Linked DNA regions of Mus musculus: regions 2, 3 and 4 are each linked to region 1. A link is a contact called in public Hi-C data. All regions are on one chromosome and are shown on one strand. The core of a region is the stretch at or near the end of the contact, and the rest is flanking DNA. Distances in the headings are between cores, read along the strand shown.

The links. A called contact is a pair of places that touch in the nucleus more often than the background predicts.
Region 2: a contact with region 1 is called in a Hi-C map of the N1E-115 cell line, with 11 times the contacts expected there. The contact joins two enhancer-like sites. A contact is called at or near these places in 1 of 39 promoter capture datasets (hippocampal neurons), 1 of 15 datasets of contacts at CTCF or cohesin (embryonic stem cells), 1 of 484 Hi-C or Micro-C datasets (the N1E-115 cell line) and 7 of 115 datasets of contacts at active chromatin or transcription factors (the NIH/3T3 cell line, astrocytes, embryonic forebrain and 4 more).
Region 3: a contact with region 1 is called in a Hi-C map of the N1E-115 cell line, with 9 times the contacts expected there. The contact joins two enhancer-like sites. A contact is called at or near these places in 6 of 39 promoter capture datasets (the 3T3-L1 cell line, the C10 cell line, the HPC-7 cell line and 3 more), 1 of 15 datasets of contacts at CTCF or cohesin (the NIH/3T3 cell line), 5 of 484 Hi-C or Micro-C datasets (CD8 T cells, the G1E-ER4 cell line, the N1E-115 cell line and 2 more), 16 of 115 datasets of contacts at active chromatin or transcription factors (the 230-238 cell line, T-cell acute lymphoblastic leukemia, acute myeloid leukemia and 9 more) and 2 of 9 other capture datasets (embryonic stem cells and pancreatic islet).
Region 4: a contact with region 1 is called in a Hi-C map of the N1E-115 cell line, with 6 times the contacts expected there. The contact joins two enhancer-like sites. A contact is called at or near these places in 7 of 39 promoter capture datasets (HPC-7-derived erythroid cells, embryonic stem cells, hippocampal neurons and 3 more), 2 of 15 datasets of contacts at CTCF or cohesin (the G1E-ER4 cell line and large pre-B cells), 35 of 484 Hi-C or Micro-C datasets (the AML12 cell line, the AtT-20 cell line, B cells and 20 more), 4 of 115 datasets of contacts at active chromatin or transcription factors (T-cell acute lymphoblastic leukemia, embryonic stem cells and stem cell-derived neural progenitor cells) and 1 of 9 other capture datasets (embryonic stem cells).

What each region holds. Positions count from the first base shown.
Region 1 is chr2:4,862,529-4,869,261 of GRCm38.p6, forward strand. No RefSeq gene overlaps it. Among named protein-coding and RNA genes, the nearest start is that of Sephs1, 16 kb to the right of the region's middle. Within about 2 kb of position 3,058, at least 14 of the 459 cell types and tissues checked have an H3K27ac peak or open chromatin away from gene starts, as enhancers often do. A contact at or near this core is called in the N1E-115 cell line, where this site is marked.
Region 2 is chr2:4,403,997-4,410,729 of GRCm38.p6, forward strand. All of the region lies in intron 1 of Frmd4a (FERM domain containing 4A), which reads left to right. Among named protein-coding and RNA genes, the nearest start is that of Gm23691, 26 kb to the left of the region's middle. Within about 2 kb of position 2,860, at least 51 of the 459 cell types and tissues checked have an H3K27ac peak or open chromatin away from gene starts, as enhancers often do. A contact at or near this core is called in the N1E-115 cell line, where this site is marked.
Region 3 is chr2:4,552,974-4,559,706 of GRCm38.p6, forward strand. All of the region lies in intron 11 of Frmd4a (FERM domain containing 4A), which reads left to right. Among named protein-coding and RNA genes, the nearest start is that of Gm13179, 38 kb to the right of the region's middle. RefSeq lists an enhancer at 3,171-4,902. Within about 2 kb of position 2,383, at least 88 of the 459 cell types and tissues checked have an H3K27ac peak or open chromatin away from gene starts, as enhancers often do. A contact at or near this core is called in the N1E-115 cell line, where this site is marked.
Region 4 is chr2:4,597,438-4,604,170 of GRCm38.p6, forward strand. Frmd4a (FERM domain containing 4A) reads left to right here. Exons shown (of 23, transcript NM_172475.3): 19 at 3,678-3,918; 20 at 4,678-4,842; 21 at 5,940-6,733. Among named protein-coding and RNA genes, the nearest start is that of Gm13179, 6.3 kb to the left of the region's middle. Within about 2 kb of position 4,049, at least 22 of the 459 cell types and tissues checked have an H3K27ac peak or open chromatin away from gene starts, as enhancers often do. A contact at or near this core is called in the N1E-115 cell line, where this site is marked.

The DNA.
Region 1 (6,733 bases), core at 1,808-4,307:
AACAAAGTAGCTTGCTATTCCATTGACTTTAACTTGGTTACAAGACTTGGGATGTAGCTCAGTTGGTAGACTGGAGCCAGCATGCAAGAAGCCCTGGGTTCAATTCCCAGCACTGAGCCTGCTCTTGCATGGTGTGGTGGTTTGAACCATAAGCTCCTATCTTTGAATGCTTGGTCACAGGGGGCTACTTAAAAGGATTGGGAGGTGTGACCTTGTTGGGAGAAGTGTCTCAATGGAGGTGGGCTTTGGGGTTTCAAATGCTCAAGCCAGGCCCAGTCTCTCTCTCTCTCTCTCTCTCTCTCTCTCTCTCTCTCTCTCGCTCACTCTCTCTCTCTCTGATCTGGATATAGAAATCTTAGCTACATGCTGCTATGCTTCCTGCCATGACATAACAAAGTAAACCTCTGAGTGTAAGCCAGCCCTAGTTTAATGCTTTCCTTTATACGAATTTCCACGGTCATGGAATCCCTTTACAGCAACCGCACAGTGACTATGGCACATGCCTATAATTGCTATAGGAGTAGTGATGGGGGATCAGAAGTTTGAGGCTAGCCTTGGCTACCGTGACCTTGAGGGATCAGAAGTTTGAGGCCAGCCTTGGCTACCGTGACCTTGAGACTAGGAAGGGGTTCGATGGCAGAGCGCTTGCCTGGCGTTTGTGGCCTTGATTTAGTCACTGACGCTGCAAAAGAGCGCACTCAAGACCCGCAGAAGCATTTTCCATCCAGGGGCTCAGTACAGCAACTCAACAACGCCAAAGAACAGCATATGTGATCATCCCCCTGCGTCCTGTAGAACTGTAGACTCTGAGATTTGGAAGGTACCTGCTCTACTACCTAAAGTCATAGTTAGGGCCACCCATCTAACCACCAATCAGACACCAAATAGTCACTGTGTTCCGGTGTCCGCTCTGTGCCAGGCACACATTTCATATCAACCAAAGAGCTCAGTGCGTCGGTTCTACCACCTCCACTCCAACGCTTTGGTGCACAGATGACGCACAGGTCACGAAGTGTAAGGGAGAGGCTGCCATGCTTCCTTAGAATGCTGGGATTTTTTTTTTCCTGGAATGTGGAGAGATTGGCAAAGCCATCAAACAGCACATTCCTCTTCAGCAGATAGAAATAGATGGTGATTGCACCAAATAACGGCAACAGTATGCTAACAGTATCATACAAGTCTTTCATTTTAGAGTAGTAAGATCATAATACAGACACACAAGCTGAGCCTGCTGCGCAGGTCTATGACCTGGGTACTCTAGAGGCTAGGGTGGGTAAGGTCCAAGTTCAAGGCCTGCTTGGGCTACAGAATGAGTCTGAGGCTAGACTACACAATTTGAAAGAGGACTGGGAATATAGACCAGCATGCTTGAGGCCCTAGGTTCAATCTTCAGTACTGTAAACAAATCAGAATTTCCCAGAAACCCTTGCTCTTCTGTGTTTCTGTACCAGCGTGAAGTTTGCCGTATTTCTTTTCCATGTGTTTCTCTGTATCTGGCATTCCACAAGGCATGCCTTCCTAGCTTGTGATTTTATCTCTTCTGTGTGTCCACATACTAGGCTTTCTCTCGACAAGAATGGGAACAAGACCAGCTCAGAAAAAGTGCTGAGCTTTTCAGATTTCACGGTCAAGGCCAAGTCAGAGCGCAGCCACCCAATGGCACTGCATGCAGCCAGCCACGGCTTCCAACAGCAATGCCTGGACACCCTCTATGTTTGATGTCTTGAAGGTGTTCAGGTTTTAACACCACACATACACACACACTCAGACACACACACACACCACACAAACACATACTCAGACATACATACACACTCACAGACACACAGAAACACACTCATGTACACACCACACAGACACACAGACACACTCACGTACACACCACACAGACACACAGAAACACACACACACTCAGACACACACACACACCACACAAACACATACTCAGATACACACACACACACACAGACACACACACACACTCATGTACACACCACACAGACACACACACACACAGACACACACACACTCATGTACACCACACACACACACACACACACACACAATTGCAGTTTATGGGGGCGGGGGCTGGGGGGAGAGTGCACAGAACTGAGGAGCTACTGCTCCAACCTTCCAGGCAAATCCTAACTCAGTACACTGTGTTATCCTGCCATCTGCTGGCCAAAGTGAGAATTGCGCCAAACACACTGGAAGGAAAATTGTAATTCAGAGCTCAGCTTGATTAATAAATAATACAAAGACTCTCTCTAAGGAGAAGCAGGTAAATCTCTTTGAAATACATCAGCAGTCCCCAGAGCGAAAATCACCCCTCCAAGTGTCACAAATGACAAGCAAACGCGTATAACAACCAAGTCTCAAATTCCACGGGATGTTATCTGTAGGAGACCCTGAAAGGCGGTGACTGCCTTAGTTCTCTGCAGCGTATGAACACGTCAAGTCACCTCTGAAGTAACCTTGCAGTAGTGATGACCCTTGGCCAGGGCACCACTCCTCGAACTCTTAGTGTTGTTTATAACTTCACTGTTGCCCCCGTGTCTTGCAGGTATGGGTGTAGATAGATGTATGTGTGTGTGCTGTCATGTGTGTGTGCCTGCATGTAGAGCCCAGAAGTCATCTTCAGGTGTTGTTCCACACTGTCCACCTAATTTTTTTTTGAGACAGACTCTCTCACTCTCACCCAGAGCCTGCCAGGTTCTGTAGGCTGGCTGTCCAGTGAGGCCCAGGCATCCATGCCAGTACTGGGATTTCAAACTCTGCCCACCATGCCCTTCCTTCTTATATAGATCCTGTAACCCCACTCATGTGCCCTGGGGAAGGAAGAGTGCCCGGTGTCCACACTGTCCTTTCATGCTGACCGTTTATGAGATTATCCATCCTCCGGGGCTGCTGCTTTCTGTGAACGCGATCCAGCTTCCTCCCTGCACTGCCTCACTAACAGAACTGTCTCCAGACCACACCAAGTCTAGACTGTGACAGCTGCTGTCATCCTGGATATAGCTTCATGCTTCACTCATTCCGGCCACCCGAGGACAAAACACCACATCCTCCGCATTCTGAACAATGCATTTTTATAGCCTCACATTAGAAAATATGCTGTGTGTTATTAAAGGGATCATCTTGATTAAGATGCTTGCATAAGAGGTCCACAGCCTACAAGGACCTAGATAAACAGCTGGGATACATGACAGAGGGAGACAGATAGATGGCAGTTTCCAGAAGTTGGCCAGGCTCTGCAGTGGCTTCTGGTGTCTGAGGCTAATTTAAAGCGATAAGTGAGAGAGCGATACACGTGGATGGGGCAGTAGAGCTGTGGTGCTGGGTTGCTGTCCCAGACAAACGAACAAAAAATAAGATAGAATAATAACCCATAAGCCTCAGACACAGGCAAGCACATCCCCTGTGAGCCAGGAGACACTCTGCTTTTCCTGAACCTTATATAATCACGGGGAGGGCAGAGAGAGAAGCCATGTCTTCAGGGACTTTAAAAGCCAAGCTAAGGAAACTGGAGAGAGAGCACAATAAATTGCATGCTCTGCACACCTATAAGGTATGGATTTGGTCCTCAAACCCACATGAAAATGATGGGCATTGGGGGCCTCCACCCTCTCAGAGGAGAAGCGAAGGAGGGATGGGAGAAGGATTGTGAGATGGGGTGACCAGAAGGATTGGCAGTGAGTGGGATGTAAAATGAATGAATAAAAATAATGATAATAAAAAGATTATGGCACAAATAAACTTGCTTCTGGATTTAATGGGAAAAGGAACTGATAGTCTTGGTGGCGCATACTAGGAAGCCCAGCACCCGGAACAGAAATAGACAGATCTCTGCAGCTTGATGGATGGACAACCCATCGAACCCAATTAGTGAGCCCCAGGCCCGGGAGAGACCCTGCCTCAAAGGAGGAGGAGGAGGCCATCTGTAAGGGTGACTCTCAAGGCTGTGCTCTGGCCTCCCCATGAATGCGCATACATACAACATGCACATACCCGCATGTGAGCACACACAAAGACACACCACAAACACTAAATAGTTGTTTTGCTTAAGCAGAGATTCTGAACTTTTTTAACAATCCAGAACATCTCACACCTCCCCACACACTTTAGGAATTGGGCTGTATCCCACTTTGCCTTGGATGCTAAGTACCTCTGAGAAAGGCTGGTCACTGGGTGTTATATAAAATGCTGCCCAGGGCAGACAGCTTGAGGAGTGCCCACAAAGGCTGCCAAAGAGACCTGGGCTTCCAAGAAGAAACAACCAGATCCCATCCAAACTGGAGCTCCGAACACCACAGGGCAACTAATACCACAGCTAGGGCTATCCCTATGGCCCTGCTGAAAGAGCCACATATAAAAATCTAAAGAGAATTTCATTTGTGACCTCTGCAGCAACCTTTGGTGGGATACTCAGCTCCTTGAGTTGGGTGCGGGAGGAGGTAGCCTCACATAAGAACAGAGATCTCCTGGCTGTACCCCAAAGCACCCCCAGCACTGATCCCTTGACTGTACCCCAAAACACCACAGCACTGATGGCTCCCCCTCCAGTGTCAGTCAACAGACAAGGTTCAGTAGGACCCCAAATGTGCTTCCCCACCAAATTCCAGGGCTGAGGACCAGATATAGACAGTTTAAGGACTGGCTTTTGTTTGTTTGTTTGGTTGGTTGGTTGGTTGGTTTTGGTTTTTGGTTTTTTTGAGACAGGGTGTTCTGGAACTTGCTTGGTAAACCAGGATAGCCTTGAACTCATAGAGATCCTCCTGCCTCTGCTTCCCAAGTGCTGGGATTAAAGGTAGGTACTGTCTGTCAAGGGACTGGCCTTTTAATGTCGGGGCAGGAGAATGTACCATAAGGCTAAGGCTAGTATAGTTTGGATAGTTAAGTACAAATGCTAAAGACTTAGTTCCCAGTATGTGGCTCCAGTGGATGGGAGTGGAACATTAGGAGATGGGTCTGACTGTAACATACCCGGAGTGTCCTCAAAGAAGACCCTGCAACCCCTCCCCCACTCTCCCTACCTTCTCCTTTTCTCTTCTCCTCTTCTCTTTCCACTCTCCGTCTCTCATTCCCAGATGACGTGAGTTAGACAGCTTTGCTCACTGTGCTCCCGTAACGATGGCTAAAGCAACCAGACCAAGCAAACAGGGGTGGAAACAAAAACCCCATGTAATCACCCTTAAGGCGATTGATTGTTCCAGGTAGCTTTTTATGAGGAGAGAAAGAAGACATCAAAAGTCCCGGACAGTTTTATTTACAATAGTATCTAGCATCCAACACAAAAAGTCCTCCAAAGAATATCTAGGTAAAACTTGCTCAGAAACACTGTACGAGAAGCCTTAGGGAGATGACAGCTCAGCCCATGAAGGACTTGCTTCACATGAGGACCCGAGTTCAAGCCCCAGAACCCACATTAAAAACAACAACAGAAACTAAGAACCAGTAAGTAGCCCAGCACAGGGAGGGTGAAAACAGGTGGGTCCCTGGGGCTCACTGGCTAGTCAGTACAGTTGCCAACAAAGTCCACCAGTGAAAAACCACATGTCACAAACAAGAGGGTCAGTCCCTGAGGAATGATGGCAGAGATTAACCTCTGACCTCCTGCATGCGCACCTGTACACATATACGCATCTACGTGGCACACACACACATACACAATAGTAGCAGATACCATGTGACAGAGACAGAGTTAAAATCAAAACGTAGGCAGCTCCTTTCTGAAGGCCCCAGGGAAGAATCCATATCTCGCAGCCCAGAAGCCTTGCCCTTCCTTGCGTAAGAGGCCAGCGATAGCGAACCCCCCATACTCCATTTCTCTGTGTTCCTTCCTTCTTTCTTCCTTTCTTTTCCCTTTTTCTCTTTTGAGACGAGGCCTGTCTCAGCCTCCTAAGTGCAGATTCTAGGCAGAACCCTTCTTGATGGGATTTTATTTCTAATTCTTATGTATATTACACACTCTTTTGTGTGTGCATCCACCCAGCAAAGCTGCTCCTGGGTGAGGCTATGGACAGCTTGCTGTTTCCCAGACAGCATCGAGGTATACAGAGTGAGTTCGACTGCACATCGAGGGGAAGTAATCTCCAATGAGAGAACTCCAAGCTCTTGCCAGCATAGCTCCAGGGTCAGTGACAGAAATGGACACCCAGTATCTTCTTCAGGCCTCTGAAGGTACAGGCCTGGTACACACAGGCTACACACTCATATACACATGTATAAGCCAAAAACTAAGAGAACATCTGAGAGAGAGAGGGAGAGAGAGAAGGAGAGAGAGAGAGGGAGAGAGAGGCGCCAAGAGGCCAGGATCCCCTTCCTGGAAACCAGACCTCACTCTATTTGGGGGCCAGCAGATTATCCAGCTGGCAATGGAACTTGTCCCTAAACCTGATGACCTGAATTCAGCCACTGGAACCCAGATGGTGGAAGGAGAGGACAGACTCCTGCAAGTTGTCCTCTGGCCTAGGCAGGCTCACCATTGCTAGACAGACAGACAGACAGACAGAATGATAGAAAAATGGACAGCTAGATGATAGATAGATGATAGATAGATAGATAGATAGATAGATAGATAGATAGATAGATAGAAACTGAGAGATAGATAATGAATCTCACTAAGCTTTCAATAGTTGCCAATGTGCTAAATGTAAAATAGGCATCTTATTTTAATTTGAATTCTTCTGGATTATGATAAGATTGAAAATCTTCTTTTTTTGTTTTTTTTGTT
Region 2 (6,733 bases), core at 1,610-4,109, 460 kb before region 1:
GCCTCCCCAAAGACTGTGACTAATTTTGCTTTCTAATTGCTGAACTTGTGCTCACAGTGTTTATGCTAATGACCTCTTTTCCCAGATATCTCGAAAATCATATTCTTATCATTTACAACTCTACACTTATCCTTATTGCATTTAAACTAATACTCACTGGGTGCCTGAGATCACGAATTTACACTTTAAAGATTACAGCACAACAGTTTTGTTCCAGAGAAAATTCTAGTTTTGTAGGTTGAATTGAGACATACATATGTTAACAGTTAACTAGCTTAGCAAGTTATCTTAAAACATGCCGTACACAGCATCAGAAAGTCTGAGTTCATCACCAGCTTTTTAAGTCTCTCTGGCTCTCTTCTGTCTCTGCCTCTTTCTGTTCCCCTCCTCCTCCCCCTTCCTCCCTTTAGTATTAGGCATTAAACCCAGACATCTTGCATGCTCGATCACACAGTCGTAGGAATTCTAGGGAACTTAGCTACAGAAACCTAGCCCCTTTAACTTTTTTATCTAGAAGTAAGGTCTTACCAAGTGGCTGGAGCTGCTTTAAACCCTCTGTTTAAGGCAGGCAGGCAGACCTTGAACTTGTGGTCCTCCTGCGTCGTCTACCAGAGTAGCAGGGATTGTAGGCATTCACCACTAGCCCTGAATAATCCTTTTCTTTCCTCATTCTTCAGTTCTTTCTCTCGGTTTCTTCCTTTCTTCTTACTATTATCAGATATGTTAGTAAAACTTGTTCTAGAAACCCCTGCTTTGTGTCTCTTGAGAACTTTCCTAGCATCTCAATTGGAGGTGACGTCTGGGGCCTTATAGAAGGGCCTATTCAGCCTATATCCTAGACACTATTCTGTTTGTACTGAAGGAAAAAGAGGGACTGGCTTCCCTACCTTGCCAGGCTTGTAGACAACTCGGGCCTATATTGCCTGTGATATCCCTAAGGTTCTCCTCCTGGATCCATCCATCTCTACCTTGCTCATGTCTGGTCCTGTGCTGTGTAATACTCTCTAGAGGTATAATAAAAAGGAACAAAAGGAGATTCTGGATATCTCTGTAAAGAGAGGCCTGCAGCATGAACAACGAGGGGAGGAACCAACTGTAGAATGTTCTAGAAACCTCTCTACCCTGGGCAACATCTTAGAGTCGTGGGAACCTGGAGAAAGGGGTTCCTAAAATCCAGCTTGCTGGGGAAGGGAGCGATTTGAGTGTTACTCCAGCATTCATTTAGAAGAAAGCACATTGAGAATGTTGTCCACTTCTGGTTTTGTCTTCCCCAGAATAGCTCTCTTTAAGAACACCAGTTAAGAACTGGTGCAGTAGTGTCTGTGGGAGCTGTGGGCTGCAGCATCAGTATTCCACAGGAAGGCCAGGTAACTCCACTGCTTGTTTGGACAGAATCAATGAGAACACAGCTGGTGATGCCACTCTTTCCAGCAACTGAATTCGCCAATTCTCTCCTTGGCCACCCCTTACTCCATCCCTAGGCTGAGCATATCTTTTACAAGCCTGCTCTTAAAGGGAGCCAGGTCCACTACCAGAAACATTGTTCTAGACCTACCGATATAGGTCATCTTTTACAGAAAATGAGCAGAACTGATGTTCAGTGATTATCAAATTCCATGATGCTTATTCTAGACGCCAGTGGCTATATGTCTTCTTTCTGATTCTTAAGGGTATTGGTAAAAACTGGGTACCCCACTCTCTGAAGAAATCCTTACCTTGAAAATAGAAATTCCTGCTTAAGGATTCAAGCTACGGTTGATGATGGGTCACAGGGTTATGGGACCTGAGTTACCAATGGCCTTATTACTACCAAATAGTCCAACAAAAAAACAGATGAGCTGGTGGTCTCAGTTTGAACTGCATGTGTAATCTCCCCACAGTCATGGAAGCTGGCTCTATGTCAGAGCCATCGGGCATAGGATCTCACTGGAGGGAAGTGTCATTTCTCTCCTAGGCAGCATTTTTTGGATTTTTATTGAAAGTGGTATTCCAGGTGTTCATGATATAAGAGGAGCAAAAATTTGTTGTCCACAGTCAGAAGCATTGGCAGGTATACTATAGCCTCTGGCTTTAACTCTGAGCACATCTGCATGTTCCTTCTTGTGCCTGTTTTCATATGTATTTGCCAGTGCATGGTTCTTGCATACTTGGGGAGGGAGGGTAGGTGTGGGCACTGATACATGCACATGTGTGGGCCAGAAGACATCCTCTCACCATTTCTCAGGATCCATTCACTTTCTTTTGGATAAGATGTATCTTAGTGTTCTTGAATCTTTAGGTAGGCTAAGGTAGCCTGGTCAGTGAGCCTCAGGGTCCTTCCACGTCTCTGTCTTTCTGGCCCTGGGAATACAAGGGCATGCTTTTTTTTTTTTTTTTTAAATGCAGACTCTGGGACTTGAACTCAGGTCCGTTACCAAACAGGACTGGCCTCTCCTGCATACTTTTGTCCATTTAACATTGAGTACATATGACCCACTGCTGCTGATGGGAACTTTATAGGGTCTTGAACAAGCAGAGCATGAAGCCATGCTCCAACATTGATCTACAGAGGCCTCATTAGAGATGACGTCACGACCAGGAGTCATTATTATGGTGCAATATACTAAGCCTTCAAACAATAAGTTTTTGTTTTTGGAACAGGGTCTCATTCTGTAGTCCAGATTGGCCTTGGACTTGCTATGTAGCCTGCAGTGACCTCAAACTCATAACCCCCCTGTCTCAGCTTCCCAAATGCTAGGCTTACAGGCAAGAGCCATGACACTTTGTTTTGAGCAATAATTTCCCACTTGAATCAGCTAACATTTCCCCTATAACTTCATGCCTGCTCCCCACCATTTCCACCAGAATTTGCCTGATCTGTCGATGTCCTTGCCTTTCTTTGTCCCTATTGAATGAGCAGTGCATGAAAAAAAAAAAATGATGTGTAATGGGGAGTTAGATTGATGCTGTATGGCGGCAAATGGAAATCAGAATGGGAGCGTCTCCAGGCTGTGCCATTCATAATCGTAAAACACACAATTAACGCTCTCCCCACATGCCTGTAAAGAGACGAATCCAAACTAGGGACCCAAAGAGTGCAGAGCCATCTGGATCTGAGTGACACACCTACACAAGCTGGGTAACTCAGGGCTGGCTTGCTCACTTCCTGGCTGCCTCTGACCACCCTCCAGTAAATATCCAATATTTATTTCTGTGTTGCTCAGAGAGAGAAAGCAGAGAGGGGGGAGGTGGTGAGGACACGAAGCAGACTCAGAGCTGAGCACAATGTGAGGCAGTGTTCTGCCTTCTCAATCCCCCTTTATTGGGTCCGTTGAGTGTTTGGTAACAGAAGAACTATAGAGTGACCAGTGGCACAGATGTAGCCTGCAAGACTTGGCAAGAGTGTGGAGACATGTGCAGAAGGTGACAGACGATGTTAAGAGCCACAGCTATGACTGTGAGGGCCTCAGGGTGCACCCAGAGCTCAGGGCAGCCTGCACAATATATCTGCATGTGATTGAACCATTGAACATTTTGGGGAGAGAGCATTATAGCAATGAAAGAACTGTAGAGATCACTTTTATCAGTGAGAAGATATTCACATTGAGGAGCCTTGCCTACTGGACCAAGGCAAACATCCCTGCCTTGTGGCAGGTATTTACACGATGCATCAGAGTGTGACAAACACAGTGTACACTGTGGCATCTTCTCTGGGTTTGTTATCTAGCCAGGTCTTCCACCTTCTGACTGTAAGACCTGTAGTGAGCTCCCAAATCTCTCTTAGCTTTAGCTTCAGTAAGCGAAGTCACATTCAGAGGCTTGCATGAGAGAACAGCTACGAAGCACCTGAGATGCAAAAGGTGTGCAAGGTGTTTAGCAAAAGACACGAGGGGTCCATGAGGTGGGTCAGTGGGTAGAGGTGCTTGCCATCAATCGTGATAGCCTGAGTTCCATCTCTGGGGCACAAACTGGAAGAGAGCACTAGCTTCCAGGAGACTGCTGACCCTCACATACATGCAGAGTGTGTGGCTCTCCCCACATGCATGGATGGATGGATGAATAGATAGATGGATGGGTAGATAGATAGACAGAATGTTAATTTTTTTCAATAAGAAATTTTGTCTCTGATCTGCTCTTCTGACATTGGAAGGATCAACAATACTAACTCTGCAGAGATTTAGAACATGTTAGGGGTCTAAGAAGAAATGTAGACATAAAATAAGTCATACATTTTCCCTTATAATGCTGAAATGTCATAGAAAGGAGGACAGTGGGGACAAACATTAGCTGACATATTTGTAAAAGTCACCCCAGCCTTTCAGAGAGAGCTCGTGCAGGAAAACACATGACCCTAGCCATCATCATTACTGGAAACAGGGAAACGTTTATTTTAAAAAAAAGGTAGTTAATGGGAATGGGGGTGCCCAGTGATGTAATGGGGGCGTGAGGGAAAATAACCGGGAGATAATGAGAAAGCCTGAGGCTGTGTCTGGGTCTCAGTACATTAAGAGGCATTAAAATAGAGGAAGAAGGAAGGAAGAGAGGAAAGATGATTTGGGCTTTGTGCTAGTGGGTTGCAGCCCCTTACCTTTCTAAAATAATTCTCCAGTTCTCAAAAATGATCAGAAAACTCACAGGCCTTCTAGAGTAGGTAAAATTGAAACTGATGAAGATCATATTGTCTAGTAATGTTAACTGCTACTTAGCATCGAAAGGGAAAGGGAAAACTCCTGTTACGGGCTTCAGATGAATCAGCAGGTGAGGGCCCTTCGTGTCCAAAGTCCAGAGTTTGATCCTCAGGACTCAAAGGTGGTAGAAAAAGAGAACTGACTCCCCTACGTTGTCCCCTGACCCCCGCATAGCACAAGCGTACCCACATTCATAATAAGCAAACAAAGAACTAAACAGGCACTTGAACAGTTAATAAACCTTTAATAATTAATGTACTGCATTAATAGTAGAAACCGTATTACAACCTGAAAATGCAGGATGCTTTTTTGGAGCCCCACCCCCAAATTGCCTCAATCACCCAATCACACTGAAGATCCCAGGATAGTATCCCTGCAAAATGAGAAATTAATATGCCAACTTACCTAGATGATCTGCATACTTGGCCAGTAAAATGAATCACAAGCAATGCCAGGCTTCCTGGTGACGGACTGACTAGATGCATAGACTAAAAGTGTTAACATGCATAAACAGAAAGTATTTATAGAACATTCTATCTTCTTGCTTCCAAGACTAGGCTATATTTGAGGGATAACCTATGGCTATCTTTTTGCCTAGACAGGGTGGAACATGTCTGTTATTTCACAGAGAAATTATAAGCTGGTATTTGTGTGTGGTTCCTTCCTTTCTTTATTGTGGAAAACATGGTTTTTGTAGTCCGCAACAATTTGGTTTGTGTCCCTTCCCGTTCCCAAGGCTGTAGCTTAGTCAATAGAGATTCCAAACTCTTTTAATGCTGAGTTCTACAACTTCCAACTTGGAAAGATAGCCAACTATTCAGAGAATAATACCCAAAACACAGTCCTTTGTTTCTTCTGTAGCTAGAGTGTTTTTGTCTTGCCAGTAGAAATGACCACACTCCAAGAGGAGGAGCAAACACTCAGCGGGAAGATTCTGAACTGTAGGCTTTGCATGGCCATGGTTTGGGTTTTATACTGAGGAAAATGGCTGCATGCTAGTGCATAGGAAAGGAGGGATGAAGCGCCCAGGGTCCTGTGGTCTGCAGGGTTAGCTGGAAGGTGAAGATGCCAATTGCCAGGCCAGTGTCTCCTGCCTTCTCCTCTGATCCTCTTACATGGGGTCACCTGTCTGTCACACCAGCTTCGTCATGGCTGCTTCTCGGTCCTGTCCATTTCTCCATGTTCTTTTCCGAACCCTCAGATGATGTCCCAGAGTTCAAAAGATCTCTGCTGCCTTTCTCTTTGTTACTGGGAGCGCCACCTGTGGTTTTCTAATCACTCCTCTTCCTCTTCCTCGTGAGGCTTTAAAATCATTGTCCTGTGAGGGCTGACTCACCAGTCTGCCTCCCCACTTCCTTTCAGTTGCAGAGTCTCAGCTCCCCCTGCATTGAGCTTCTTAGGATTACTGTTTCCAAAACCAGATCTACCATTTGTCAGTCTCTTCAAGCAAGGTGTCTGCTCCCACAATCTTGTCTCAGGATCTCCCCTCTCCTGAGTCATTATAAAACCACTACAATATATCCATTCACCACTCTCTGGCCCCAGCTCCACTCATAAACACTCGCGAGCGCACCCTCTCCTCTGTTCCTTGTCCCCTTCCTCATCTGTGTTCCCTGTAGACCAAACTCCTCAGCATAAAACAAAAGGCCCTTCACATACTCCGGCAGCTTATTATTTCTTAAACTTCCTTTCTTCCATTGTCTTACACACACACACACACACACACACACACACACACACACACACACACACACAGAGTCTTTCCTCTGACCTTGGACTTAATCCTGTGGCTGAAACATATTGTTCATTCTTTGGCTGGAGCCTTCAGTAGTACCTCCTGACCCTCTAGGTCACAGCTTTTTGTTGTGTACAGATGTTTGTGTGTACAGATGTGTGTGTGTAAAGGTGTGTGTGTGCACATATACAGATGCATGTGCACATGTAAGCACATGCATACGGAGACCCAACACAGACCCAACGCATTTTAGTAGGGTGTTAGTAAGAACACACTTGTCCTGGAGGAGCTTGTAGCTAAAGAAGAGGCAAGCAATAAACATAATCGATGA
Region 3 (6,733 bases), core at 1,133-3,632, 310 kb before region 1:
AGAAAACTAGAAGCAGCATTTTCATGTTTTACATTAGGAAGGAGAGTAGTGTGTACTGAGTAACAAGAAACAGCCATCAGAATAGTGAGCAGTGGCTGAACGCTGACTAGACACTCTGTATCTACTGATGCATTAGTTCAGCAGCATTATAGGAAAGTATTGTTATTCATAGTATTAGTTCTAAAATGAATAAAGACACAAAGTTTCTAAAGATACATAGCCATCAAATACTTGATAGATACTATGCCTTTGAATCCTGTGCTCTTAATGTCTATTATTTTGTTTTATTTTTGTTGTTGTTATTTGCTTATTGTTGTTGTTGTAATGAATCCAAGAGAATGGTATTGAGTTGTTTTGAATTTGCAATGCCAGCTCTGACCTATATATGCACAGAATATATGACTATCTCATTTTAGAGATTCGAATTTAAAAGGCTTTGCACGTTCAGGGCCAGAAGGGAGAACCTTTGACTGCCAGGCCAAGGTTATCTTGTTGTTGTCTTTGTGTTGGCTAGGTTTTTGTCAACGTGGACATAAGCTAGACTCATCTGTCAATAGGGAACTTCAGCAAAGTAAATGCCTCTGTAAGACGAGCCTGCAAGGTAGCCTGCCTGTGAGGCGTTTCCTTCATCAGTGATGGATGGTGAAGAGCCAGGCTCATTATGGGCAGTGCTATCCCTGGGAAAGTGATCCTGTTTGTGGGGAGGCAGTGGGGAGCTAGTAGGCAGCATTCTTCCATGGCTCCTACTTCAGTCCCTGCTGCAAGATTCCTGCTTTGAGTTCCTACCCTGAATTCCTTTGATGATGGAGTGACCTGAGAGTTGGCAATGGAAGCTGGCCTTCATTGTCCACGGCGATTAGTTAGTTCCAGAGCCTTGGGTTAGTAAACCCCTTACATAAAATAATGCAGTATTTGCCTATGACCCATTATGATTGTCTCTATACTTTCACTTCTTTCAGTTCTAGAAGCAGGGTTTCACTGTTTAACTGAGCCTGGCCTGGGACTCTCTACACTGTGCATCCTAATCTGGATTCAAACTGCCAACAATCTTCTGCCTCAGCCCTTTGAGTACTAGGATTATAGATGGAAGCCAACATGTTCAGGTTCCCAAATACTTTAACTCATGTCTATCAGGTTTGTAGTGCTTAATTCAGTAGAAATGCTATGGAAGTAGTTATGGTATGATATCCATTTGGGAATAGTGACAAGATTTAAAATAACAAAAACAAAAAACAAAAAAACAGTGTTCAGTCCATATAATTTTTTTCAAATATTTTCAACCCCTGGGCGGAAGGACGAGCAGACGCATACACTGTGGGGTGAAGGGATAGCTGTAGAAATACATGCTGGGGGCTGGTGAGATGGCTCAGTGGTTAAGAGCATCAACTGCTCTTCCAAAGGTCCCGAGTTCAGATCCCAGCAACCACATGTGGCTCACAACCATCTGTAACAAAAATCTGATGCCCTCTTCTGGAGTGTCTGAAGACAGCTACAGTGTACACACATATAATAAATAAATAAGTCTTAAAAAAAATACACGCTGGGTGTCGTGTTCTTCCTCTTGCCCAGGAGCATAGCCAGTACCAAGCAGACATCCACAAATGCCAGTGGATAAAAGAGCTTAGATTAGATGGAGATCTGTGGTCGACCACAATACCTCTGCCTCTCTTTTCTTTATAAATAGAGTAAACCATATTGGACGCCTACAAAAGTATTTGTGTCCATATTTAAAATGGACACAAAGTCCCAACTCTTCTTCCTCATTCGGATGCCTGCTTCTGTCTTCTCCCATACATTCCCGGGATGCACGAGACCAAGTCCCCTGCATGCACGACATTGGGAATTTTCTGTGGCACCTCTATTTGATGCCTCATTTTTTTAATGTCCTGATAGAAAGATAAACGCAGGGAGTCATGTGTGATGGTGTCTCAGGAAAGAGCAGAAGTGAAATTAGGAAGTGGGGTTTGTTTTTGTTTTTTATTTTGTTGTTTTGTTTTTGTCTTTCTGTCTTGTTCTGTGCTTGGGGACCATTACTATATGTGTCCTCCTCTTTGAGAACTTGGGCGTGTTTGGAATGTACGCAACATCATGTGCCATCAGATGGCCAAAGCTAGTCTCTCTAGGATCTGAAGCATCATTGTTCTTGCTCTTCACTGGGGCTTTGTGGCACAATAGAAAAAGACCAGGACAAGAAGTCACAAGCCAGGTCCCAACATCAATCACATACTTAACCTCTGGCGGCTCTGAGTCTCTGCCCACCAGAGCAACTTCATCTGGGAAAGGAGGACGCGATCCAGATGGCTGATTGGATTCTGTATAATGGTCCCTCTGGATGAAGCAGGAAGTTACTCACAGGGAGGTCATTTAGGGGCTCTATGACTCAGCCTCGGGGACAGGAGGAAGACAAGGCTCCCTAAAGTCCTGGTGGAGAATCAGAGCCATTAGGCTGGGCTTCCTCTCAAGTCGTTATTTCTACACCATCCTGACAGCCTGCCGCCTACTCCACATGCCAGCCCACAATGCTTCACAAGTGCTGGCTGGAGAGGAAGTCCAGTGGAGCCGAGGCCTCGTCCTCAGCCATGCACAGGATGTGTGAATCTAGTGGACTAATTGGAGCCAGGGTCTGGGAGGCCCCTGCTCATTAAGGATTTATAGAGCACCTTGTCATATTCAGGGCCCAAAGACAATAGTTATTAGCCACTTTTGTTTGCTCTCCATGGATAAATGTTTCCCTTCTTGGTTTTATACATGAGGGCACTTGGGACCAGAATGAGACAGTAGAGGACCTGTGACCCTAGGAAGCCTAGGTCAAAGGCTGAGAGCCCTTATCTGGGACCATTGGGGTTCCAATGATGGTAGCAAACACTGGTTTAGTAAAACCCCTTCCTGATGGTTCCTCTAAGCCATCTTTAGAAACCTCTTAACTCGTACAATTACCACAATCCTTATTATCAGAGACAGGGACTTGATAGTATCTGAGGCTGATCCTCTTGCCTCAGCCTTCTGAGTGATGGGCTCACAAGCAAGAGCCACCATGCTAGGTTAACGCTTTTATTTCCTACGCAAGCTCCAGTCATAACTAAGGCTATTGTTATATCCCCACGTCCATTCATAACTAAGACTATTGTCGTCTCTTAGTCTCTGACTGAGGCTGCTGAGTGTTGAGGCAGGTGCTCTGTAGAGCCTGGATGAAGGTAGATCTACAAGAAAGGAGGACACATGTATTATTCGTATTATTATTATATTTATAGTGTGAAAGCAAAGCAGAGTGATCATGTCTGGGAGAACAAGCCTGGCTGGAAGCCCCTTTCTCACAGCCGCCGCCTGGTTGCTCCTTTGTGAGAAAGCACTCCACTTGTAAAGTTAACCACGCATCAGTGAGTGAGAGCTGTTCTCGCTAATTGGCGGGGTCCCGGGAACGCAGCATAATTAGCAGCTGGAGTAATGGACCAGGTGCCTTGGACTTCTATTTCTGGTTCCTTCGGAAACCAGTTGTGTGGCCCGAGGCAGTTTCCCCTCACTTCTTGTGTGCCTTGTTTCTTTTCCTTCACCCTCAAGAAAATTTGCAGTTTTTCTTCACAAAGGGCAGGGAGGGGGCTGCTCAGTGAGCAAGGAAACAAAAGTGTCTGTGGGGATTTGTGGAGATGCATAGCCAAAATGCCCTGATTTAACAGGTATTGATCAGTAGAAACTCTGATTATTGATAGGACCACATAGTTGAGTTTATAATTAGATTGTTGGGCATAGAAGTAGCTGAAGTCTTTAGGGAGCTAGCCCAGTCATTGCCACGACTGTCTGGTGTGTCTTTATGACACATCCCAAATCATAGTGCCAGGGATGGGTTGTCGTCTCTGCAAACCAGGGCATGGGGGCTCCTCCTGAGCAGCCCCCAGGGATGGTGCAGTACCAGCAGAGTGAGAGCTCATCCCCCGATATTTACAGGAAAACAGGAAACTGGACATCTCCCCTTTGCCTCTCTCCATATTGTCGGTTTTTATTGGTCTGTTTGGTTGCTTTTGTTTTGTTTTGTTTTGGATTTTTGGTTTTGGTTGGTTGGTTCGTTTTGCAATGCCAGCCTTAAAACTGAGTGTCCAGCAGCCAGGGGCTTTAACGTCATATGAACAAAAATGCCCCAGACCCCCATGAAGAGCAGAGTGCCTTTAGCTTAAATGACATCCAGCCTTTCCTGCCAGCAGCAGCTGTCTCTGCCCTCTCCACCCCTTCAGCCTTCTAGTTCCTGCTTCCCCCAACCTCGAGCAGCTGGATGGGTCCCTAGCTCCACCCCTCTCCTAAGTGAGAAAAAAAAAAAAATCAGTAGCCAGTGTTGTTGCCTGCCTGCCTATCCTCATCCAGTTCTGCAGGACACTTCCGATGTCCCCAAGAAGATTAGAAGGTTTTCTAATCTAGAAAAACTGTCTACTCCCAGCTTTCCTTCTCAGTATTTACTTTGCAAAATAAAAACCAAAATAAAGTTGTGCTAAAACAGCTATCAGGGACTCTATTGCTTTGTCCCAGCTACGAAATTTTCTACAGAAAATGCATTACCCTGTGGACACACCCTGAGAGCCATGACTCCAGTGTTCACCCTTCAGAGCAGCACTGAAGTGGAAGCCCCACCCCTTTCCCTGGACAGCCACCCTGGCTAAAGATGAGGGGCTGCAGCACGCCCAGATGGTTCTATTTGGGCCTTTGGCAGACACACGGATCTCCACACTACACAGCAGCAGGGACCACTTAGAGGAAAGGCATGGTTTGTGGTTTGGATTTTTTCAAGGAGCTGGGGAAGGAGGAGTTGCCAGGAAACCAACCCTCAGAGGGTTGTGCTCCAGGGTTCTTTATCGGGCCTGGAGGCACTCCTGAAAAAAATACACAAGTGGGGCTTTCTCCTGAGTGTTTGTGTCAGGTGTAACTTCCTTGCCTCCCAGGGAGGGGTCTACTTTCTCTGATCTGTACATCAGATACAGATGGGGTCCTTAACTCCCAACCCCTACTCCATGCTACCAAGACCAGGACCAGATATATCACTTGTAGGGCCCATGCCAAATAGATCAAAACACATTGGAAATTTCAAGATGGCAGCAGCAAGCGAATGACCCTCTTGAGCAAGGGGCACTTGAGTCACACATCCATAAAGCCAGTCCTGTACAGGGTCCACGTTGCTTTGTTAGAGTTGGTACAGGGTAGGGTCTAAGAAGGACATATCTTTCTTTGGGGAGAAGTGGTAAATAATCCTTTATACTTGCTGTAAGATATCTAGCACACACATAATCTAATTTAATTCTTTAAGCTCCAAGTTAAGACGTGGGAGATTTTAGAGAAGAACTCTGGTGGTTGTGCAGTCACCCTCTCTCTTTTGCCAGGATCTAGAAGCTCTAGAGATCCATGACAGTGAGATCCATGTCTGTTGATTACTTATTTCTATTCCCTTGCCCAGCCTGAGCCCAGGACCTGCTGTGGTTAAGATCCATCTAGAGCCGAATTACTACAACTTACTTAGCTAGTGACGTGGAAGGAAGGGAGCCTGGATTTAAACAGAAGCTTCTGACCGTAAAAACTCTGTGTCTTGCCATAGCATGCTACGGTATGGCAAGTTATGCACGAAGCCAAGGTCATAGAGTCCAGTGGTTCTGCTGCCTGTATGGCTGTGGTGAAGTCTAGTTGCGGTATCTATACCCAAGACGAAGGTAGCAGACTCAAAGTATCTACACTCAGGGATTCATGGTGGCAGAGCACCCACTGGCTGAGACATAGTTCTGTGTGTTTAAGTGACCAAAAAATCCTTCTCAGACAGGATGGACCAGGAGCCATCTGAGCCAGCACAAGATTTTAGAGCATTTGCTTTCTTTCCAATGTCCCTCCACCCACTTGCGACTGATCTCCAGAGAGACAGGAAAGTCTCTAGTCTCTGGCTTCAGAGTAGAAGGCAGTGTGGATGAAGAGGTAGCTCCTGAGTCAGAGCCACTCATCACCCCTTGCCCTTCCCATTACCCATGCAGACGGGATCATTTAGAATTCCATAGAGGAGAGTGTGAACGTGAAAGAATGCAGCCTCTCTCGAAACCAGTTTTAGTTGCTGCTCAGTTTTACTTGGGTGGTAAACATCCTGGGCCTGGAGAAAACGGGGCTCACGGAATACTGGGAAATAATGGTCTTTGCGTGGGAAAGGTGGGTGCTGGAATAGAGCTGGGACCTCAGTCTGGAGCAAAACCTAAAAAGCTGTGCTAAGCCTCCACATAGTAGACAGAGGGGGTTACAAGCAAAATCAGCCATTCTCACAGGAAAAACAAGAACCCTGCTTTACTCTGGAGCAAAGCAAACTCACATGCTAAGCATATAAAAGGAAATGGAAGCCGCGTGAATAAAATAAATGCAAACTCCGGTACACAGAGCTTTAGCCCCTGGTGACGGTCCCCAGACCGCTAAGTAACTTTCACTTTCATCCAGAAAAAGCCACCCGCTTCCTTGCTCCTAGGAAGCGGCTCTAATTGCCTCCCGACTCCTCAAGATCAGCTTCTTTGACTCCTGGGGTTCCCTTGTCCTGACTCTGTGTCCCCACAGGACAGAACTCTTGCCCCCACCCACTCCGCTCCGCCCACCACGCCTTTGTGCTGAGAAAGGAAAAAAAAAAGAATTACAAACACGCACTGTGATCATGACTCGCCTGCCCCCAACTATGGTCGCACAGCCTCCGCCCTCCAGCGAGTGAGGATGTCTGAGGCTCTTACACATTAAC
Region 4 (6,733 bases), core at 2,799-5,298, 260 kb before region 1:
AAACCCAGGTCATTCCATATGCTGCCTGGGAATGGCCTTGTAGGCAGGAAAGAGGCAGGCTGGGCCGGGGACTGGATGGATTCCTTGTAGGCTCATTTTTTCCCCTGAGTCACTGTTGAGCCCACGGTGGTCTACATTTACACTGGTTTTCCAGGGATGGCCAGTCTGCAGCCTTTGTATTCTAATAGCATAGAAAATAAACATGTATGCTCTGATAGCCCATGGGTATGGGTTGGACACTCTTGGGATAGATGGCCTAGAGAATTATTCTTGGCCCACATAAGCCAAAAGAATAGATTATATTCTTGAAGTGATATCTTGTCTCTGTAATACTCAAAGCACTTTTTTGGCTGGCATGGTAGCTTTAATCCTGTAATCTCAGCACATGAGAGTTAGAAACTGAGGCAGGATGATCAAAAGTTCAAGGTAACCAAAACTATATTGCAAGACCCAGTGTCAAAACCAAACAAGGACCTGGGAGTTTATGTGAGAACACTTGCCTAGCGTATGCAAGGCCCCAAGTTCTACTCTTGGGCCAAAATAAAACAAAACAGAAAAGAAAAAAAAAGAAAAATTTGAAGTAAAGAGTCTGCGTTATATGTGTCTTCCTTTGGGTAGTTCTCGTTTGTTCTCTCTCTCTCTCTCTCTCTCTCTCTCTCTCTCTCTCTCTCTCTCTCTCACACACACACACACACACACACACACACATGCACACACACACACACTGGGAAAGAGGCAGACATTTATTTGGGTTACACAGCAAAGTTTGGGCCCTACTGGAAGGGTCTGAGTTATAGGAAGGACTTGGTCTATCCTCTGCTCCTGAGACAAGAGTGAGAATGTCCCTTTAGCAACACAGACAGTCTTGGAAACTGTTATTGTTTTATTTCCTGTTGAATTCTCAAACCTGGCAACTGCCAAGGGATATTTTCTTGGTCGGTCTTAGAAAAGGAGTTGGAAGCCCCTCCCACCCCTACAGAAGCAGGCGGTCGAGACTTAGACATTTCTGAAGCTCTCCCTATGGTTGCTAAACCAATACATTGGACAAGGAGAACACTAATTATATGGAAATCTATTACCTGGTAGTTAATTATTTTTGCCCTCTAGGAAAACCTCAGGCACCCAGTGGTAAGTGGCTATTCAGACAGAAAACATGAAAGGCCTACCCAAGTCACAGTAATAATGATAATTGCCGTAATAATAATAATTGCTCTTGATGTGGGAAAACCTAGGGAATAGCTACCCAGTTGTCTTGCCCTTGCTATTAGAAATCAGATTGTTGAGTTTGACTGTCTGCTGCATTAAGTGGGTGGGGAGGCCGTGGTGTTCCATGAGAACACAGAGGCCTGTTTGGAATATGAGGCCCTCCCTGGCCTAGCATTGATCAATGTCACCCTGGTCTGCCAAGGAAGGAACAAGCTAGTGGTGTCCCCTTGTACTAGGAGTTCCCAGGGTTATATGTAGTCATTAGCTAGTTTTGAGACATCATGATAACAGTTTTGCCCAACGTCCTGGGCCTCCGACCTCCTGAGAGCTAGGAGTGCCTCCTCCAATGTCCTGTGTTCCTACTTGCGGTTCTCCTCTCACCTCCTAGAGACTCCTCCTGTCTGATTTGAAGGAGTAGCAGGCATAGACCAGAACATATATATCTGACCTTTGAATTTTGGTGACTGAGAATTAAGCTATGAAAATCCGAAAAGTTGAAAATGGATGTAGGATTCCATGAGTGGTTGGTGGTGAAATTTCCCTCTAGCCCTCCTCCCCCTCCCTGTGAACACTGGGCATTTCCTCTCTTCCCAAAGCCACCTACCACCAAATCTCTTCATTAAACCCTCCTCCTGTCTGTTGTTGATTTTCCCAGGGTCAAAACTGCAAGAATAACAGTTCTAAAACAGGATTTTCACCCTGGCACATCTATGCTTATGTTAAGAAAGTTTTCTTGTAGCTTTCAGGTCAAATCTCAACTCCCTGTCTGGAATTCAAGGTCCCACACTATCTAGGCACGCTCCGAATTTCTCCTCCCTCCCCTTGTCTCTCTGCCCTCTCCTCCGCTGTGTAGAAGAACCTGCTACTACACCTAGCCCCTCACCTCTAGATTTCTACTCAGTTTCTGTCCTTCTCTGCCCCATAGTTCATTGCTTCCAGATAGCGCCTCTGGGGCTTGGTTGAGGATTGATGTTTATGATTGGACCAGGTCCCAAGGAACTCAGTATGGTATTAAACCCACTGTATAACAGAAGTTGGCCTTGAACTGCCGATCTGCCTGACTCTGTCTACCAAGGGCTAGAATTACAGGCAAGAGTCACTGTGCCTTATGAGACATCTGCCTTCTTTGGCTAAATGGGTTTGCTTCCTTTGGAAGCCATCCAGCATACAGATGTGCGAAATTGCACTCCAGAGATGGTGGAGGTAGGGTACTATTTTGACTGTGCTGCTGGGTACTTGGGGGATAGGGGCAGGGCATATTGCTTGTGCACTAGCTGGACTGGGGGAGGGAAGCTTAGCCTGGTGGAGGTGAGTGCAGTGCTGGCAATGATCACATTCTGGAAGAGAACCGTGAGGTTTATGGGGGTGGGGTGGCTACTTATGCCTCTGGGGAGGTAGCCAGGGTCTCTGGGGTGAGGTCTGTGTGGCCTGTACCAGTGACCAGGACAGGGGTGTTAGAAGATGCTTCATTTATATACTCAGGTGTTGGGGGAGGGGGACTTATAAGGTCAAACAAGGAGTGAAGGCTGATAACTGTCAGGATAATAAATTCTTACTAGGGTTGTTGTGGCCGGAGCTGGCTTTATGGCTCCAGGTTGAGACTGGGGAGATAGCCAACCCCTGCTGGCCTACCTTTGAGGTATCCAGGTTTGAGGCTCCCTGGACCCTTCTTCCTCTGTAACCCTGGGCCATCAGGGTCCCAAAGGACTGGGACCCTCTTCCTCTAAAACACCTTGAGCCGAGCTGAGGCTATAGCTCAGTGGAGAGCCTCACAAGAGGCTCTGGGCTCCACTCCGACATCACAGATTAAATATGCCAGGATAGATTATAGGAAATTTAAGAAGCTTGTGAGGGAAGCATGGATGGTAGAAGGCGGATCTGTCAGCACTTAATCATACCTCACAGATATACTTCCAATTCAGGTTTTTCCTCCAACAAATATTTATTGAGTACCTACTGAATGCCAGCTGTCATTTTAACCCTGAGGACACAGGGATTAACAGAGCAGATAAAATCCTCAAGAAGGTTAACTCCCCTCCCCCCAGAGCAAAGGAGATCTGTTTAGTGTCTCTCCAAACATACGTCATGGCATAGCTCCATGATAGAGCACTCGCTTAGCATGTCTGAGGCCCTGGGCTCATTTCTTAGCACCAAATTTAAAAAGGAAAAGTTAGAACGTAATACTTCATTTGCCTGATTAATATGAAGCAATCACTTGTTGGTGACACCAAATCCAACTCAGACTTTATTCGCACTTAACCAGACGTGACAGCGGTGCCCTTCACATTCAGTTAAGCCTGCAGTCTGGGCTCTGCCTTGACCTGGATTGACCCCAGTGTGGGAGGGTCACAGAGCCCTGGCACATATGTGAAGTGTAGCTCCAAGGCACTGACATGGTGTGTTTGGGCAAAGGCTCCATCTCTTGTGGAAATAATGTCTCTGATGAGTTCTTCCTCCTCCTGTCCATGCAGAAGACTCTCAGGTTACCAGCACAATATCCCCCTTACAGTCGCCACACAAGGGACTCCCTCCTCGGCCACCTTCATCACACAACAGGCCTCCTCCCCCACAGTCCCTGGAGGGACTCAGGCAGCTGCACTATCACCGTACCGACTATGACAAGTCACCCTTAAAGCCCAAAATGTGGAGCGAGTCATCTTTAGATGAGCCTTATGAGAAGGTGAAGAAACGCTCCTCCCACGGCCATTCCAGGTGAGCTACATTGGGACACCCAAATGAGGTCCCCGGATATGCTCAAACAGAATCAAAGGCTTGCCCCACATTAGAACCTACAAATATTGCCAAAGGATACTCTTTTCCTTCCTGGAACTCACAGTTCAGCTTTGCGCACAAAGCCCTCTGCTGGCAAACCCCCAGAAGTACAGATTTGTCATCTGAAGGTAGGGAGGGGGGAAGAGGGGAGGAAAGGGTTTGGCTCATAGTCAACCTGTTGGCAGATGGATTTAATGCTGTTACATTTCACAGGAATTAATTAGGAAATTGTAGCCAGCAGCATTCCAGAATGGCAAAGGAGAGCCGGATCTGAGGATCCTCAGGGTGGTATAGAACCCTATACGATCTTCCCGCAGAGTTCTGGAGCCAAGCAGCTGAAATGCAAGCTGCACACATTATCAGCTCATTGCTTGGTTAATATCAACGTCGTAGAGAGGATTATCTGGAAGACATTTAGGCCCGCTTCTGTTTTCCTCATGTTCCTTAATTAGCTCCAGAGGGTACCCTAGCAGGTACTGTATCTTGTAAAACAATGCTTGTTAAGGATGAAGGCTCCAGAGAATAGTCACCCTGTGCTTAACTTCGAGGAGTGGAGGGGGGGAGGTGGGATAGTGAGAGCTGGAGTCCCGGGCAAGCTCTCCCTGCAATTAGATCTACTGTCCCAAGCTAGTCAGCCCCTACCAACGCTGCCACATGGTATTCGTGTGATCAGCATGGCTTCCCTCTTCTCGCTTGCAGCAGCCACAAGCGCTTCCCCAGCACAGGAAGCTGTACCGAGGCAGGAGTAAGCAGCTCCTTGCAGAACAGTCCCATCCGAAGCCTCCCACATTGGAATTCCCAGTCTAGCATGCCATCCACCCCAGACCTGCGCGTCCGGAGTCCCCACTATGTTCATTCCACAAGGTGAGTCTGCTGGGCCTTTAGGCCACCTGCCTTTCTGGGCCAGACCCTGGTGTAGTAAGACATCATTGGCTCCAATCTAGCCCAGTTAACAGGGGAGCTAAGGTCCACTTTACCCTGGACACTCAATATAGTCAACTCTATCCATATCCAGGGACTTGTGGGGCCAGAGAGCCCCAGCCTTCTGAAGACAGGTAACAAGGATCCTAGTAGGAGTGGAAACAGGAAAACTAGCCCAGTTAAGGTGGGAGAGTGCAGCAGCCATAGACACCCCAGGCTAACCTTTGCTCTACCCTCCGTTCCTCATATATCTTTCTCATGAGGTCTAAAATCTATTCTGGACCCACTTTAATGCCTCAAGGTGTACATTTATAGTAACCAAAAGAAATGAACCGAAAAATAGACTTCCCTGAATCATATCCCTTCTCTAAGAGGTAAAGCTGCATCACAGAAGGTCACTGGTGAGGGTGATGTAGTACACTTCTGCCTGGATGTGGCCAAGAGTCGCTAGGAATTTGCATAAGACCTCCTATTGCTGGGTTCTATCACCTTCCTCTTGTTGATATTGATGGATTGGAGGCAAAGTCTTGGTACTACTGGTAGATAAGTGTATCGTTCATGTTTAGGGGTTCCATGTTTCACCAACCCTCCATTTTAGAATACTCACAAGAAACAGCCATTTAGGTACGTTGGCTTTCATTTCAGAGGAGTCTTTGGTTCAATCACGAGAGGACCTCTGTTAGACCTTTTGGTTGTTAGTTTTGTTTTTGTTTTTTTGTTTTTTATTACCTACAATCACTATTTTAAAGGGGTTAGTGTAATGCTTAGAACATAGGAATTTGCTTCTCTATCAATAGCATCATTTTCTTAAGAAGCAAAAGCCCTCAGACATTGGTCAACACATTTCATCCACTCCCTAGGTGCCACGTGGATTCCAGAGATTCTTAGCTCCCTTCCTCACCTGGTACCTAGGGAAGAACCTGGCTTTCCAGGGGCAACCTTGCTGGGCTCTCCCATTGGTAGAGGCCCTGAGCCTGGCCTGTGGCTTTTGTGGGACCCTTTGATCCAGGACTCTAAGACCAATCCTGTCTCCCCAACAGGTCAGTGGACATCAGCCCCACGAGACTGCACAGCCTTGCACTGCACTTTAGGCATCGAAGCTCCAGCCTGGAGTCCCAGGGCAAGCTCCTGGGCTCGGAGAACGACACCGGAAGCCCCGACTTCTACACCCCGAGGACTCGTAGCAGCAATGGCTCAGACCCCATGGACGACTGCTCGTCCTGCACCAGCCACTCGAGCTCAGAGCACTACTACCCAGCACAGATGAACGCCAACTACTCAACGCTGGCTGAGGACTCGCCGTCCAAGGCGCGGCAGCGACAGCGGCAGAGGCAGCGGGCAGCAGGCGCCCTGGGCTCAGCCAGCTCTGGCAGCATGCCCAACCTGGCGGCCCGCAGCGGGGCTGCAAGCACTGGAGGTGGCGTGTACCTGCACAGCCAGAGCCAGCCCAGCTCTCAGTACCGCATCAAGGAGTACCCACTATATATCGAGGGCAGTGCCACACCCGTGGTGGTACGCAGCCTGGAGAGCGACCAGGAGGGCCACTACAGCGTCAAAGCGCAGTTTAAGACCTCCAACTCTTACACAGCTGGCGGCCTGTTCAAAGAGAGCTGGCGCGGGGGTGGCGACGAGGGGGATGCAGGCCGCCTTACACCATCTCGGTCTCAGATCCTGCGGACTCCTTCGTTGGGGCGTGACGGCGCCCACGACAAAGGCTCCGGCCGTGCCGCCGTGTCTGATGAGCTGCGCCAGTGGTACCAGCGCTCCACAGCCTCGCATAAGGAGCACAGCCGTCTGTCACACACCAGCTCCACCTCCTCGGACAGCGGCTCTC